4 separate regions of the Mus musculus genome follow, and all the other regions are linked to region 1. A link is a contact called in public ChIA-PET and promoter capture Hi-C data. All regions are on one chromosome and are shown on one strand. Each heading gives the region's core, a stretch centred on a gene start, on an enhancer-like site or on the middle of the called end of the contact. The rest is flanking DNA. Distances are from core to core; before and after follow the strand shown.

Region 1 (3,318 bases), core at 557-3,056:
TGAGGATTAAGGCTCTACCAAACAAGGTACCCCAGGAGGATGGGAAGTTAGGGAGCAGTCTAAGTCAGTACTCATACACAGCTGTCAGAACCCAACGATGGAATTCATTATTTTTAAGTAATACCTTTCAAAGATTAAATTAGTTACGTGCATAAAAAAAATAGCCAGGCAGTGGTAGTGTACGCCTTTAGTCCCAGCACTCCAGAAGCAGAGGCAGGTAGATCTCCGAGTTTGAAGCCAGCCTGGTCTACGAGTGAGTTCCAGAACAATCAGCGCTACACAGAGAAACTGTCTTGAAAATGAAAATAAAAAATAGGTTGTATGAAAAAATAATTACAATTTTAGAACATGAGTCTATTTTTGAGTTTATCTAATAACCTTCTTTAAGTCTTATCTATAGTATTCTGAACCTTGACACCATTATAAACTAACAAAAAAAACCTATTTTTTTTTTCCTGAAAATGGAGCTCGGCTGTTTAATGTAACATCTTGAGCCCTTAGGACTTCTCCAGTTAGGTTAATCCAGTGTCCGGTCTACTTCTCCCTTTGGCTATGGAGAACAAAAAATGGAAAACAACATCTTCAAGGTCATAAAGCCAAAGACTGTGAATCTAAAGATCCAAATGAGCCGCCAACTGCAAATCGGTACGAAGCAACCTAAACCACAGCTGACATGCAAGGGCTTGGAGTCTGCATTTTTCGTTGACGCTTTGTATTTTGTTCAAAATTCCAAATTTTAAGGAAATGTCATGATTTCAACTCACAAAAATCCTACTTGATGATTTCGCCTCAATGAAACGTTAATTGAATGTCATCCCCAAAAACTGCTATATAGAACACCTGTCAGAGACTCAAAAAGGGAAACCGCCGCGGATATGAAGGAAAACCTAGAATTTTACAATTGTACGTGAGTATACAGAAAAAAAAAAAAAGAAAGAAAGCTAAAATGAAAGGTTCCAAGTAACGGTAAAGAGAAAAGGAGAGGAAGGACTGAAAGGAAGCCGAGAAGAAACGATGGGAGGCAGGCCGCACCGCTACACCGGGGCTACAAATCACTTACTCGAGCTGGCCAATGAGGATAACCTTTCATCTTGGCGAAGATGAGGTCTCCAGGTTTGAAATCGCGAGTCATGTTTGAGGGGCGACGCCGGGAGTCCCAAGACCAGAAGGGGGAGCAGCGCAGCCGCGATCAGGAGATGCGAGAGCACAGACGCGAGCTGGGACTGGCGGGCCCGCGGGCGGGGGAGGATGCCTCGGGGTGTCCCGACGCGCCTGCGAGGGACAGCAGGGAGGGCGGTTAAAGCGCAAACCCCAGGGAGGGGCCGCGGGGAGGAGGGCAGGGGGAGGGGAGGCGGCGGAGGGGGAGGGGGAGCCGCCTGCGCGCCTCCTCGGACAGAGCGCGGCCTCGGCCCCGAGCAGCGCCGGGGCCTGCGGTCGCGGCCACCTGAGGCAGGGATGCTGCCCGCCACCCGGCCGCCGGCCTCCCACCCCGGCGCTCCCAGGGCTTTTCCCACGGGCCGCAGCCCACGAGGGAGGGGCGCGGCGGGGAGAGGAGGGAGGCTGCGAGCGCGGCCGCCCGCTTCCCATCCGCGCCGAGCGGGGGCGGGGCGGCTCTCACCTGCCGGGCGGCGGCGCTGGGGCTGCGGGGCGCGCTGGCCGCTCCTGCCCACGTCCACGCCGGCCACCTGCGCCACCAGCTGCCGCAGAGGCGTCTCAACGGCTCCGAGCTGCAACCGCCACCGCCACCGCCACCGCCGCCGATGTCGCTACGCCGCTCCCGCGCGGCTCCCGCTCGGCGCCCGCTAGCGCTGGGCCGTACCAAGTGCTCGCGCAGGCACGGGTGGCGCTACAGCCGCCGAGCGTCGTGGCTCGGGAGCTGAGGGCCTGAGTCCCCTAGAGCCCACAGGTGCCCCTGGTTGCGACCAATTGCAAGCAGATGCCGTGGGAGGGGAGGGAGAGGGGAGGCCCGGAGAGAGGCACGCGGGAGCTGTCCCTCTCCTCCACCCCCCCCACGGCTGGCACAGTGGTCGCGCCCGGCCCGCCCCTGCTGGCTGCTCTGCGTGTGTGTATTTGTATGTGTACTGTATGTAAAAGACGGGGAGGGAGGAAACGATTGTTGTGGACCCGGTTTGGGGGCGGGTATCCGGGCCTGTAGCCCACGGCTGCATGTTTAAGAGAATGTGGCAGCCCAAGGTGCTTGTTCTCGCATCCTTCTCCTTGGTGCGAGTACTGTAGTGCTCCTGCGCAGTTTACATCATCCCCAAAATGAAGAGCTGTGCAAAATCCCAGAGATGAAATTGGAATATGAAGCAGTTGCAGGGTGTGCACCTTGTAGGCCTCTTACACCTCGCAGAATGGGCTTTGCAGTCTCCTTTTCTTGGGACTGAAACATGAGAAAGCCCTATTTCATTTCCCTGATATTTCAACCGCGGAGAACCGTTAACGAAAACACAATCCCATTGAATGCAAAACGTCAAGGATATAAAACAATGACAGAGAAAGCGTAGTTAGCTTGTTAGTTAGGATGTGGATTTGGGCCCAATCTAAATTTTAGCCCTGCACTTAAAATTCTATTTCCCTAGAAAAGTGATATATATGGTGGTAGGTGATACAGGAGAGAAGAGTTACTAACACCTAAATATTTCATCATTTAAAATTCTCTTAAAGGGTATTTAAAGGTGAACTTATTTTTGATCCTTTAGCCAGTGGATGCTTTTAATATTTTGTAATACACCTTCTGAAATGGGTTGACTTTTACGATCTTTACTCTAGCAGAACTAATATTATTTATCCATTAACATCCAGGTTCCCAATAAGTAAGGATGTGGCAAATTAGAAGACATTAAAGTATTAAGAAAAAATAAGTCTTTTGTTTCATCCTTCATTGAATCTCTCCAAAATCCTGTTTAGAATAGAGCACTGTTTGGTGTTGAATATACAGCTAGGAACAAGATTAGGTATTTCCTATATCAAACAGGCTAAAAATATTAAAGATATTAAGAATATTAAAATGTGTAAGCAATAATACTGCTTTAAATAAAGACTCACAGCTGAGACTCAGGAAGAGCTTTGTTTGAATAGGCAAAAATTCAGGGCTTTATTTATAAAAGGAATATTGCATGTCTTTAAAAGGAAATCTGGCACCCCAATGTTAAATGCCTAGCAAGCAGGCCACTGTAGATGTGCATCGTGCAGAGGGCTCCGCATGGAGCTAAAAGAAAGAAAGGAAATTATTGGTGATATGTCTTCAAGCTTCTCACCGTGAATCTTAGGTTGTGTGCTTTGGGGGCTATCCAAGGTTGCATGGTAAGAAGGGGG
Region 2 (3,318 bases), core at 497-2,996, 250 kb before region 1:
TGGAAAAGAGGATGCATCTTTTGGAGAGAGTATGGACCAGAAGAAACTCTCTTGCTGGCAAGGGACAAGACAGATGACCTTTTGCCTATACTTCTGGCATGAAGAAAAAACAAAAAGCATATCTCTTTGGAAATTAACCATCAAGAGGCCAGTCCTCACGGAAACTTGCATTTCAAATGTCCCTTGCTCTAGAGTTCCAAGAACTGTGCTGAACAATGATATTAACACAAAAGTGGCTTGCGCAGAAGCCGAGGTGGGTGGTGTAGGAGGTCTCCTCTTCAACTTAACCCCACCTAAGGTGACTGCACAATTCAAACATTGTAAACCACACCAGTCAATGATTCCCTGTGAAATTCAGCAAGTGGCCGGCCCTTGAACATTAGGAAAATGCCAATAAACTAGAGCTGCGAATACACCAAATTACCTTATTGGGGAACAAGATTCCGTGTCCTACATTCTCATAAATACTGTCATGAGGGAGGAGTCCAAGTGGCTGTTAATGGGAAGGCACGTGACCTGGGAAAGAAGGCATCAGGTGGCACACTGAATGGCCTCTATCTTTTTGGCTTGCAGTCTTTTCAAAAATATTGAACAAAATATTTAAAACCCAGGAGACCTGACATTAGATGCAGTTTTCAGGTTCTTTATGAAAAGAAGTAGGGAGCCCTGCTCCTGGGCCCACACTGTGCAGAGTGAGTAGTCACAGCCATTAGAACACAGTGGTCACCAGTTTACTGACAGGCAGTCACCCTTGCTCCAACTCTCTGAAAAGTATCAGGACAGTACTGTCATTGCTGTAAAACAAAGATCACCATACACAGAAGAAATGTCCTGTGGGAAAAAACAAGGAGCAGTATTTTCACCTCTCTTCCCTGCCAAATCACCATCTCTCTCTCACACACACACACACACACACACACACACACACCCCACAGGAAGTGATAGAGACCAAGTGAGTTTGAGAGCCTCAGTAGTTTACAGCCAACGCTTAGCGACTGTCAGCCTGGCTCTAAGTTTACATTTAGCAGTCATCTTTAAGCAGTGAGTGGAAATAACGTAAAGCCATATTCCAAACAAACCGCAGATCTGTTCATGAGGTTAAAGGCTCGGGGCACCCCTTTGTCCCACAGATTCCCCTGAAGCCACCACCTGTCCTCGGGCTGCCTCTTACCTTTCCACAACGTGGTTGAAACACAGCTCAGCTTGCAAGGGCCGCTCCAAGTTCTTGAGGCAGCATCCTTTCAGTAATTTCACCAAGCATTCATCATCCACAGAGTAGTCAGTAAAGTCTTAAAACAAGAAGCATAGACGGAAGGGGGAAAGCTCATTGTTTGCATGGTGTCTGCGATGGATGCTAGAGCCCCATCTTTACGAGGCAGACACTCTGGGCTGCCCTGCACCTCCAGTCCAAAAATGCTTTCAAAAAACTCCGAACTGAGAGGAAAACTAACTGATGTTGGGCTTTAAGGGGACCATTCACAAACACGTTTGTTAACTCACGACACACTGCAAACCCTTGCTGAGAAGAGCATTGAACTCTCTCAATCACCAGCATTTCTTACGCTGTGTTCACAGGCAGAGTTTTCAGGTGGTCATCCTGAATCCTGTGGCCTTAGCTACGACAGGAAATCTGAACTCTACATAAAGAATGAGCTCCATTAATTCTCTCAGAGGTGAAGGGAGGAGCCAGGCTGTCTCCTCCTGTGGTTTTGGCTTCTAACTCTGCTGGCACCCGTGCAGGAGAGGATAGCGCTTCCATATGGAGAAGCAGATGGCCTCCCACCCGTTCAAAATGCAGGAAGCAGAAACCTCTCTTCCAGATCATTATGTTTACAACCTAGCAGTTCTCCCAGGTTATGTTCTTTTGGGGGGAAGTTATGCCGTGAAATGGTTCCGAAACGTGGGCGAGGCACCCCAAGCCCCCACGAACCCCCATGCTCCTAGAATGTCAGGGCCTTCCTTCCCCACCCGGACCCCTGTCTCCAGCTCAGTTTGGGCGTATGAGGCAGAGTGAGTCGCATCGAATGGGGCGGTGGCTGTGTGACAAAGGTAGCCATGCCATGCGCTCCATGCGTGAGGGCTTTCCTGCTTTTTTTCTTTTGCGGGTGACATGTGAAGAAGCTATTCCAAGACAGACTGCTAATTTACACGTCTCAGGCTGTGACAGTGTGGAGGGGTGGTGAAGGGAACTGAGCAGACTCTGAACGTCCCCAGATTGAAAGGCTCATGCTTCAGGGTCAAGGCTCAGACCTCACCAGTGACATGTGCTGGTGTTTCAGCTTATAAAGCCCTCACCTATTAGAGGTTAACAGTGCCACTCACCCAGCTAGAAGGGGCTCACTTCACTTCTAAGTGTTTAAACATTTGAGATTCACTTCTAACTATCAAGTGCTGACACGTCACTAGAAAGCCCACGGATGCCAACACCTCTAACCTTTCCCACTACTTAGAGCTACCTTTCCCTACACCCAACCCATGCTTCTCTCAGAGATGTCTACGAAAAGGTCAGTCGGCCCTTAGCCCAAAGCCTTAAGACCCACACAGGACACTGGATTTTAGTGTCACTGCTGTGTATCCTATTGAACTTTGAGAAGTAGTTTTCTGACAGTTTGTGTCGTGACAACATCTGCTTGCTCAGTGAATTATGGTTTTTGAGGTGCCACAGACAACTACCATTGAAAAACCAGTAAAGTCACTCTGTGGGGATCTTAAGTTAGCAATTTGACAGAGGGGTTTATATCCCACATCCGACACAAACCTCAGAAGCAAAACCACAGACTCCTCTGACCATAGTACACTGTCGTCACATGATCACTCCCTGTCATGATTCAAAGTCTCATGAAAGAGGAAGATTTCAATAGTTTCCATCTTCAATTGGAATTTAAAAATATATATATATCACTGCAACAAGACAGGCGATACGGCTTTGCCGGTGAAGGCGACTGCCACTAAGGGTGATGACCTGGGTTTGATCCCAAGGACCCACATGGTAGAAGAAAAGTACCAGTGTCACAAATGTCCTCTGACAACCACACACACATAGAGAAATGATACTGTTTGAAAAGTGGGGTTTTTTTGTTTTTTTTTTTTTTCAATCATGGTAACGATGCCCAAGTGTATGTGCAGCACAGTGAGGGGCTGAGTGTCCTAACTGTGGGCAGGCCAAGAAAGAAGGAAGCTTAAGAACTACAAAAATATCTACGCTGCGTATTTTAGAAACTTGCTGGATCGCACCAAGCAGGAAACGTGGAAGCTGACTGAAACGTGAAAGGCCACCAGACTGCAATCCCTTCATGTAACTGATTCTGTTTGCTATAT
Region 3 (3,318 bases), core at 214-2,713, 220 kb before region 1:
ATCTTCCTGGATGTACATCTCTAACCTTTCCTCTTCCTGACTCAGATGCACAAATCTCACTTATTTTAACCTAAGCAAACTAAAGAAGGAAATAACTTACCCTCAGCCTCTCTGTGTATCCTACCATGGCATCTTTGCTAGTTTGCATCTGAAATGCCCCCAAAGACCGATGTATTAAAAGCGTTCGTCTCCAAAGGTGTATTATCTGGGAACGGTAAACTAAGAGGTGGGGCCCAAGTGGCAGATCTTTAGGCGATGGACAGACACCCTTAAAGGGAACTGTGGTGCTCTGGCTTCCTCCTCCTGTCTCCTTCCCTGACCATGATGTAGTGCAGTATTGCCCCGCCATGCACTCCAAATTCCCTCCACAACATGCCCCCTATGACAGAGCCAAAAGCAGTGGGGCTGGCCCATCACAGGCCAGAAACACTGAATTTATGGTTTGTGAGACAACAGAAACCTTTCTAAGTTGATTGCTTCAGGTAGTTTCTATGGTAACAAAAGCTGATTATGCTTAGCACACCTACCAAAGAACTAAACAGTGGCATCTGTCACCAAAGCCCAAGTCCTGCCCCAATGTCCTCCATTCTCATCAAGAGCTGACCACGAAATACAAAGAATACCTTGCAGAGGGCACCATGCACGTCGCTTTACAACATCTGCCTTGTGGACCACATTCAGAGCTCGCCCACCCTGAAATCCTTGTCTAGCTTGTGTCCTCTGCTGTTTCACTCTCAGCCCCTATGTCTGTGGCTCTCGCTAGAACCCTCACTCTCTCAGCTAGCCTTCCCCCCTTCCCAAGGTCCCTCTGCCCATCCCCTCCCCCTGCAGCCTCTCCCTTCTTATAGCCTGCTGTCTCCCAGAAACAGCATCCGTGATCCAGGCCTTCCAGCTAAGAGTCCCAGGCCTTAGCTTTAGTCGAGCTGTGACCTTACTCATTAGTACTTTCAGTTGTGTTTATTTTACTACGGCTTTTAAACAGCTTTATAAATATTGATGCATTAGTGACCTAGGAAACATAAAAATTAAAGGATAACTCTAAGAAGTGAATATTTTTTCTAGACAAAAAAACAAAAATTCCATGAGCAAGGACATTTGGAATTTTAAAAAGCAATGTGGAAAATAAAATTTTAAGACTCTTACAAGTTATTTCCACCTTCATCTCCATCCCTCAACCCCTTCCATATTATGACAATTTGCCAAACTCATGAGTAAATTGGACCCACTTGTAAATAGCTAATTCCAATTGTGAACTCTCACATGAAGACCTGATATATAAACTTCAAAGCTCTACAAGCCCATGAGTAAGAATGCACAGTGTTTCCCATGGGTTTTAAGAGAACTTTAACAAAAAGGCCTGTAACTCATACAAGATCAACCGAAGGCTCAGGAAAGGCTGGATGGATAAAGCACTGGGCAGAAGTTCATGTGCCCAGAACCCACGTAAAACCAGATGCTGTGACTCATAATCCCAGCATTGCTATAGAGATAGAGGAAGTGGAGACAGAAGCCAGTAGCCGGCTAGCCTGGAGTAAACAGCTAGCAAAAGACATCCTGCTTCTTCACACAGAGTGAGTGGTAAGAACTGACCTGTGTGTGTCCGTGTGTCCTCTGACCGCCACACACATGCACACGAGCACCCACATTCATGCACACAGCATACACAAACATGCAGATACATACACACGTATGTGAGCACATGCATTACATATTACACATACTTTTTGAAAAAACATTAAAAAAATCAACTTAGACAATCAGAAATCTGTTAATTCTGGAATAAACTGAAAAGACAATAACTGGCAATTAAATAGTATTATAATTTTAATCCATGCCTATTAGGGATGGAAAATATAATGATCTGTAACTTTTAAAAGCAGACTACAGAACAATGTAACATGATCCTAATTAAAACAACTCAGTAAGTCTAAGAAGGACATAAGCTTTTCTGAAGCTACTGAGTTTCCACAGTGGATATGTTTCTTAAAATGTATTTTCAAAATCCCAGCACTCGGGAGGCAGAGGCAGGCAGATTTCTGAGTTCGAGGCCAGCCTGGTCTACAGAGTGAGTTCCAGGACAGCCAGGGCTATACAGAGAAACCCTGTCTTGAAAAACCAAAAAAAAAAAAAAAAAGTATTTTCAAGCCAAAGACATGAGAAAATATAAGGAAGAAAAATAGGAACACAATGTTAGTTTTTAAAATCTATTATAGGTCACATGTGGTAGTTGTAATTCCAGAACTTTGTGTAGAAGGGTTGGGAATTCAAGGCCATCTTCATCTGTGTAGCTCACTCCAGGCCTGCCCAGCTACAATAACAAACAAAACAAATAAGACCAAAGTTTTAACCTTTAAAGATAGGCCAGTAAGAGGTTCCTGCTGCCAAGCCCGAACGAGGATGATCAGAGTTCAATTCCTGAAACCCACAGAGAGGAATGAGAGAACTGACTCCGCATGTTGTCCTGTGCCCTACACGCACGCACGCACGCGCACACACACACACACACACACACACACACACACACACACATGTGCCGTGGTGCTCGTCCTCACACACATGCACACACACAAAATAACACTCAGGTTTGTCCAGAATCAAGAACCTGTGCCCCAGAATTGAATTTAGTATTGCTGTTACTATACCACCAAGCCCCCTGGCGTGCATCTTCTTCTCTAACTTGCCAAAGGACTCCATAACTGCCTAGGCCCACCCCCACCTCACTGGTGTTCTAGTCTCTTGAGAGTACCCAACAGTCCCCACATACCCTTCAGGTCTTCCCATAGCAGATGCTCCAAGCTGTCTGGAGGTCCGTTTGGTCTCGCATGGTACAAAGTGAAAGCCGCTGGTGGCCATGTCCGATGGAGATCTGTGGATTGAAACCAGTGAGGGGTTTTAGTTCTTTGATCTGTGAGAAAGGGCTGCACAAACATGAGAGTACAACACACATGCGTCAATCATTTCGTATGGCTCACCTCTACTTCAGTTTGGAAAGCAAGTAACGCAATTCTATTTTGTGTTAAACATTTCTGAAATAAAACCACTGGGAGACTTACCAACTTTCCTTATGTTTTAACATACATAAATATTAAAATCACCCACAGCAATATTTCTCAACCCTCCAAATGCTGTGACTCTGTAATACAGTTCCTCATATTGTGGTGACGGCCCCCCAAACCATAAAATTATTTAGTTGCTACTTCGTATCTGTAATTTTGCTACTGATATGAATCATAATGTAAATATCTGAAATGCAGGATATCTGATATGCAATCCACTCAAAGGAAACATGACCTATAGGTTAAAACTACTAACCCACAG
Region 4 (3,318 bases), core at 585-3,084, 140 kb before region 1:
TTTTACAGAAATTACAGAGGTCACACATCAATTTTTTTTTTAAAGGGGTTTGGTTCTGTTTTTTTTTTTTTTTAAGATTTATTTATTATTATATGTAAGTACACTGTAGCTGTCTTCAGACACACCAGAAGAGGGAGTCAGATTTTGTTAAGGATGGTTGTGAGCCACCATGTGGTTGCTGGGATTTGAACTCTGGACCTTCGGAAGAGCAGTCGGGTGCTCTTACCCACTGAGCCATCTCACCAGCCCCACACATCAATTTTTAAAAGTAGAAAAGATGTTGTTTTACAGGACCATTCTCCCAGCCAAACAGCCATGGTCGTGAGACACTCGGCCTAGATGTTTTGATGGACTGATACATCCCCTCATAGAGGATTAAAGGTGTGAGCCACCACTGCCCAGCTTTCTTTCTCTTTCTTTCTTTCATTATTTATCTATTTATTCAAAACAGGCTTTCTCTTTGTAGCCCTGTCGTTCCTGGAACTCACTGTGTGGACTGGGCTGGCCTTGAACTCAAAGATCCACCTGCCTCTGTGCACAACCCCTCTCCACCCCCACCTCGGTGCTGGGATTAAAAGCTCTACACCACCATTATTCAGTTCCAGCTAATACGAAAATACTTACGTTTTGCTTTGATTTGGCTTTCTGAGCCCCAGCTGATATGCAGGTCTCCCTAGTCCTGGGATTAAGGCATTCTTAGCCAGCCCTCAGAACAGAGCGTCAAGGATGATTAAAATTAGCTCAGAGAGAAATGGCCGACGATGTCTAGGACAGACACTGATAGCCCCCAAATCAGAGAAAATGCTCCATCCTCATAAAGTTTACGTGCCAGGGCAGAAGAGAGAAATGCCAGGTAAGGCAGCATTCCTGTAATGGAGCATTTAGGAGGCCAAGACAGGATCGTGAGTTCAAGGCCAGTATGGGCTGTATAGGGAGACCCTGTCAGAAAAATAAAACAACCCGCCATTAATGATAAGATGATACAGAGATAGGCACTCAAGAATAGAATAGAAAACAGGCTAAAGGTATTAGACACTCCATTGCCAGTCACATCTAAGGCACTCCTAGGAGACCAGCCCTCCTAATTACAAACTGGGAAATAAAAGGGGAAAGGAAGCGCCGAGGTTACTGTAAATGACCCCTCCCCCAAAAGGCAGTCTTCTGGTGAAGGGTTTTTAACTTGAAAGCAGCTCCAACACAGGAGCTTCATTAGCTCAATGAAAGCAGAGTCCGGGTGACCATAGCAGGTGGAAACCGAGAGGAGAAATCCAGGAACAGGGTAAAGGTAAAAGGGGTGGGGGTGGGAGTGGGGTGGGGGAGTAGAACTTGGGGTGGAGTCTGGCCCAACCTCTGGCTCTTCCCAGGCACACGGAGCCAACTCCCTGCTGCTTAGCCAAGGCTAAAAGAACCAAGCTTCTATAACAGGGCAAAGAGCATTTACTGTGTGTGTTTGGCCAAGTCAGCTAACATCTGTTTTTGTTTTAATTGCACGCTCTTCTGAGAAGTCCAAATCAAAGCCCTGAAAAATTCCCTTAAAGGTTATCTTCCTACCCACTGCACTGTGGGCTCCCCACAGGCTACTCGCTCTTCCCTCTTTGTCGCGGGGAAAAGGGAAAGGGGAAAACAGCTTGGTGTCAAGAATCAAAAGTAGCATTGTGCGCCCGCCTTTGACACAGTCTTCCTCTCTGAGATCTCACCTCTCAAAGATAAGCAAAACCACATGCAAACACACAAGTAAGAAATACAGGGCGGGATTCGCCTTGTCCTCACATGCCTGCAATCTCAGCTCAGGAGACAAGGGCAGGGGGATAGATCTTTCCAAGTTCCAGGTCAGCCAAGGTTCCGTCCTTGGTAAGGTCCTGACGCCTCCATGGCACTGCATGCCCCAACCCCCTCCCTAGGTAGCATGTTACCGGGAATTTTTCCTGCTCTATCTATTCATACTAGTTTTCTGTGGCACAGAGACCCTGTAAAATTAGATGACAAAGTGCAGGTATAGAAGAGAGAAACAAACAGGCAGTTTATGGCAATGTGCACTATAGAGACAGGACAACACTTAAGGTGGGCATAGTTGGCAAGGATACGGATTTATACGTCATTATGTTAAGGAAAGAATGATAGTTTATTGATATTGCAGTAATGAAGATCAAACGCAGGGCCTTACACAGGCTAAGCTGACGCTTTACCACTGAGCTGCCTCACCGGCTCCAGACTGAGATTTGCATTTTACTTTATTTGGAAGCAGTGTCTCACTGTGTGGACCAGGCTGGCCTCTTCACACAGACTTGCTCTCATGCCACCCTCCCAAGTGCTGGGCTTAACACCGTGCACCACGGCACCTGGCCTGTGGTAGAGAATCAAAATAGTATCAAGACAAATAAAGACTGTGCTGCTAGGGAAAGATAAATATGGAGAAACCACTGGGAAGCAATGGTTGGGTAATACACTTAGTGCCAGGCTAAGGATCTGTTTTGTCTCCAGCATTTAATCTTTACTCTTCCTTGGTGAAGGCAGAGCGGAGTCTTCATACGTCTATGTCTTGACTATGCAAGTGAGCAAGAGCCAAAATTATTTATTTCTGCTTCTTTGTGAGAAGCAGAAATATCTTCAGCTCCAAATACTTCTCTTTCAAAACCGAGTGCTTGGTGTGGGTGGATGTGTCCTGGCACTCCTCAAAAGGTTCGACTTACAGTGCTGTTTGGTTTTTTTTTTGTTTTTTTTTTAAATGTTTCAGAATTATCAGATAAGCAAAGATAATTTTTTTAAAGTTTTCTTTTCTTTTTTTCTTTAAGATTTATTTATTTATCCATTATATGTAAGTACACTGTAGCTGTCTTCAGACACCCCAAAAGAGGGCGTCAGATCTCATTATAGATGGCTGTGAGTCACCATGTGGTTGCTGGGATCTGAACTCACTCATGATCTTCAGTCTGAGCTCTTAACTGCTGAGCCATCTCTCCAGCCCAAGATAAACATTTTGAGAAAATGTTCTGTTGAGGGGCTAGAGAGATGGCTCAGTGATTAAGGATGCTTGCTGCTCCTGCCATCCCTGTTGGACGGTGCCCAACTCCAGCAGCAGGGGAGTCTAGCACCCTCTTCTGGCCTCCACAGGCATGCCCACATCAGATATACACAAATACACATACTTTCAAACAAAGTTAATTGTTTAAAATGCTCCATTGAGTTATTGCTGTTATTGAAGTCTGCATTGTTATAGTCCTATTGAGGGCAGTAATTTACCCAAATCACAAACTCTCAGAGCAACCACATCAGCCTACAAATGTTCTTACATGTAGATCATAGTGGGGTTTTAGTACA

The links. Promoter capture Hi-C pulls out the DNA fragments that hold promoters and counts their contacts. ChIA-PET counts read pairs in DNA pulled down with a chosen protein or histone mark.
Region 2: an RNA polymerase II ChIA-PET map of effector CD8 T cells shows a contact between it and region 1, with 4 times the contacts expected there. The contact joins the enhancer-like site here to the promoter of Psip1 in region 1. A contact is called at or near these places in 12 of 39 promoter capture datasets (3T3-L1-derived adipocytes, the C10 cell line, the HPC-7 cell line and 6 more), 3 of 484 Hi-C or Micro-C datasets (long-term hematopoietic stem cells, natural killer cells and regulatory T cells), 7 of 115 datasets of contacts at active chromatin or transcription factors (CD8 T cells, the NIH/3T3 cell line, effector CD8 T cells and 2 more) and 4 of 9 other capture datasets (adipose tissue, embryonic stem cells, liver and 1 more).
Region 3: a contact with region 1 is called in a promoter capture Hi-C map of the HPC-7 cell line. The contact joins the enhancer-like site here to the promoter of Psip1 in region 1. A contact is called at or near these places in 12 of 39 promoter capture datasets (3T3-L1-derived adipocytes, the C10 cell line, the HPC-7 cell line and 7 more), 1 of 15 datasets of contacts at CTCF or cohesin (the NIH/3T3 cell line), 7 of 115 datasets of contacts at active chromatin or transcription factors (the 230-238 cell line, effector CD8 T cells, embryonic stem cells and 2 more) and 4 of 9 other capture datasets (adipose tissue, liver, macrophages and 1 more).
Region 4: an RNA polymerase II ChIA-PET map of memory CD8 T cells shows a contact between it and region 1, with 68 read pairs. The contact joins the enhancer-like site here to the promoter of Psip1 in region 1. A contact is called at or near these places in 1 of 39 promoter capture datasets (pre-B cells), 1 of 484 Hi-C or Micro-C datasets (embryonic stem cells), 2 of 115 datasets of contacts at active chromatin or transcription factors (embryonic stem cells and memory CD8 T cells) and 1 of 9 other capture datasets (adipose tissue).

Annotation. Positions count from the first base shown.
Region 1 is chr4:83,484,657-83,487,974 of GRCm38.p6, forward strand. It overlaps Psip1 (PC4 and SFRS1 interacting protein 1), which reads right to left and starts at 1,807. Exons shown (of 16, transcript NM_133948.6): 1 at 1,619-1,807; 2 at 1,061-1,272. The coding sequence starts at 1,132.
Region 2 is chr4:83,231,540-83,234,857 of GRCm38.p6, forward strand. It overlaps Ttc39b (tetratricopeptide repeat domain 39B), which reads right to left. Exons shown (of 20, transcript NM_027238.2): 18 at 1,172-1,289. Among named protein-coding and RNA genes, the nearest start is that of Gm46887, 47 kb to the left of the region's middle. Within about 2 kb of position 1,747, at least 74 of the 459 cell types and tissues checked have an H3K27ac peak or open chromatin away from gene starts, as enhancers often do. A contact at or near this core is called in CD8 T cells and effector CD8 T cells, where this site is marked.
Region 3 is chr4:83,268,353-83,271,670 of GRCm38.p6, forward strand. Ttc39b (tetratricopeptide repeat domain 39B) reads right to left here. Exons shown (of 20, transcript NM_027238.2): 3 at 2,765-2,866. Among named protein-coding and RNA genes, the nearest start is that of Gm42307, 14 kb to the right of the region's middle. Within about 2 kb of position 1,464, at least 28 of the 459 cell types and tissues checked have an H3K27ac peak or open chromatin away from gene starts, as enhancers often do. A contact at or near this core is called in the HPC-7 cell line, adipose tissue and pancreatic islet, where this site is marked.
Region 4 is chr4:83,341,052-83,344,369 of GRCm38.p6, forward strand. No RefSeq gene overlaps it. Among named protein-coding and RNA genes, the nearest start is that of Ttc39b, 19 kb to the left of the region's middle. Within about 2 kb of position 1,835, at least 48 of the 459 cell types and tissues checked have an H3K27ac peak or open chromatin away from gene starts, as enhancers often do. A contact at or near this core is called in embryonic stem cells and memory CD8 T cells, where this site is marked.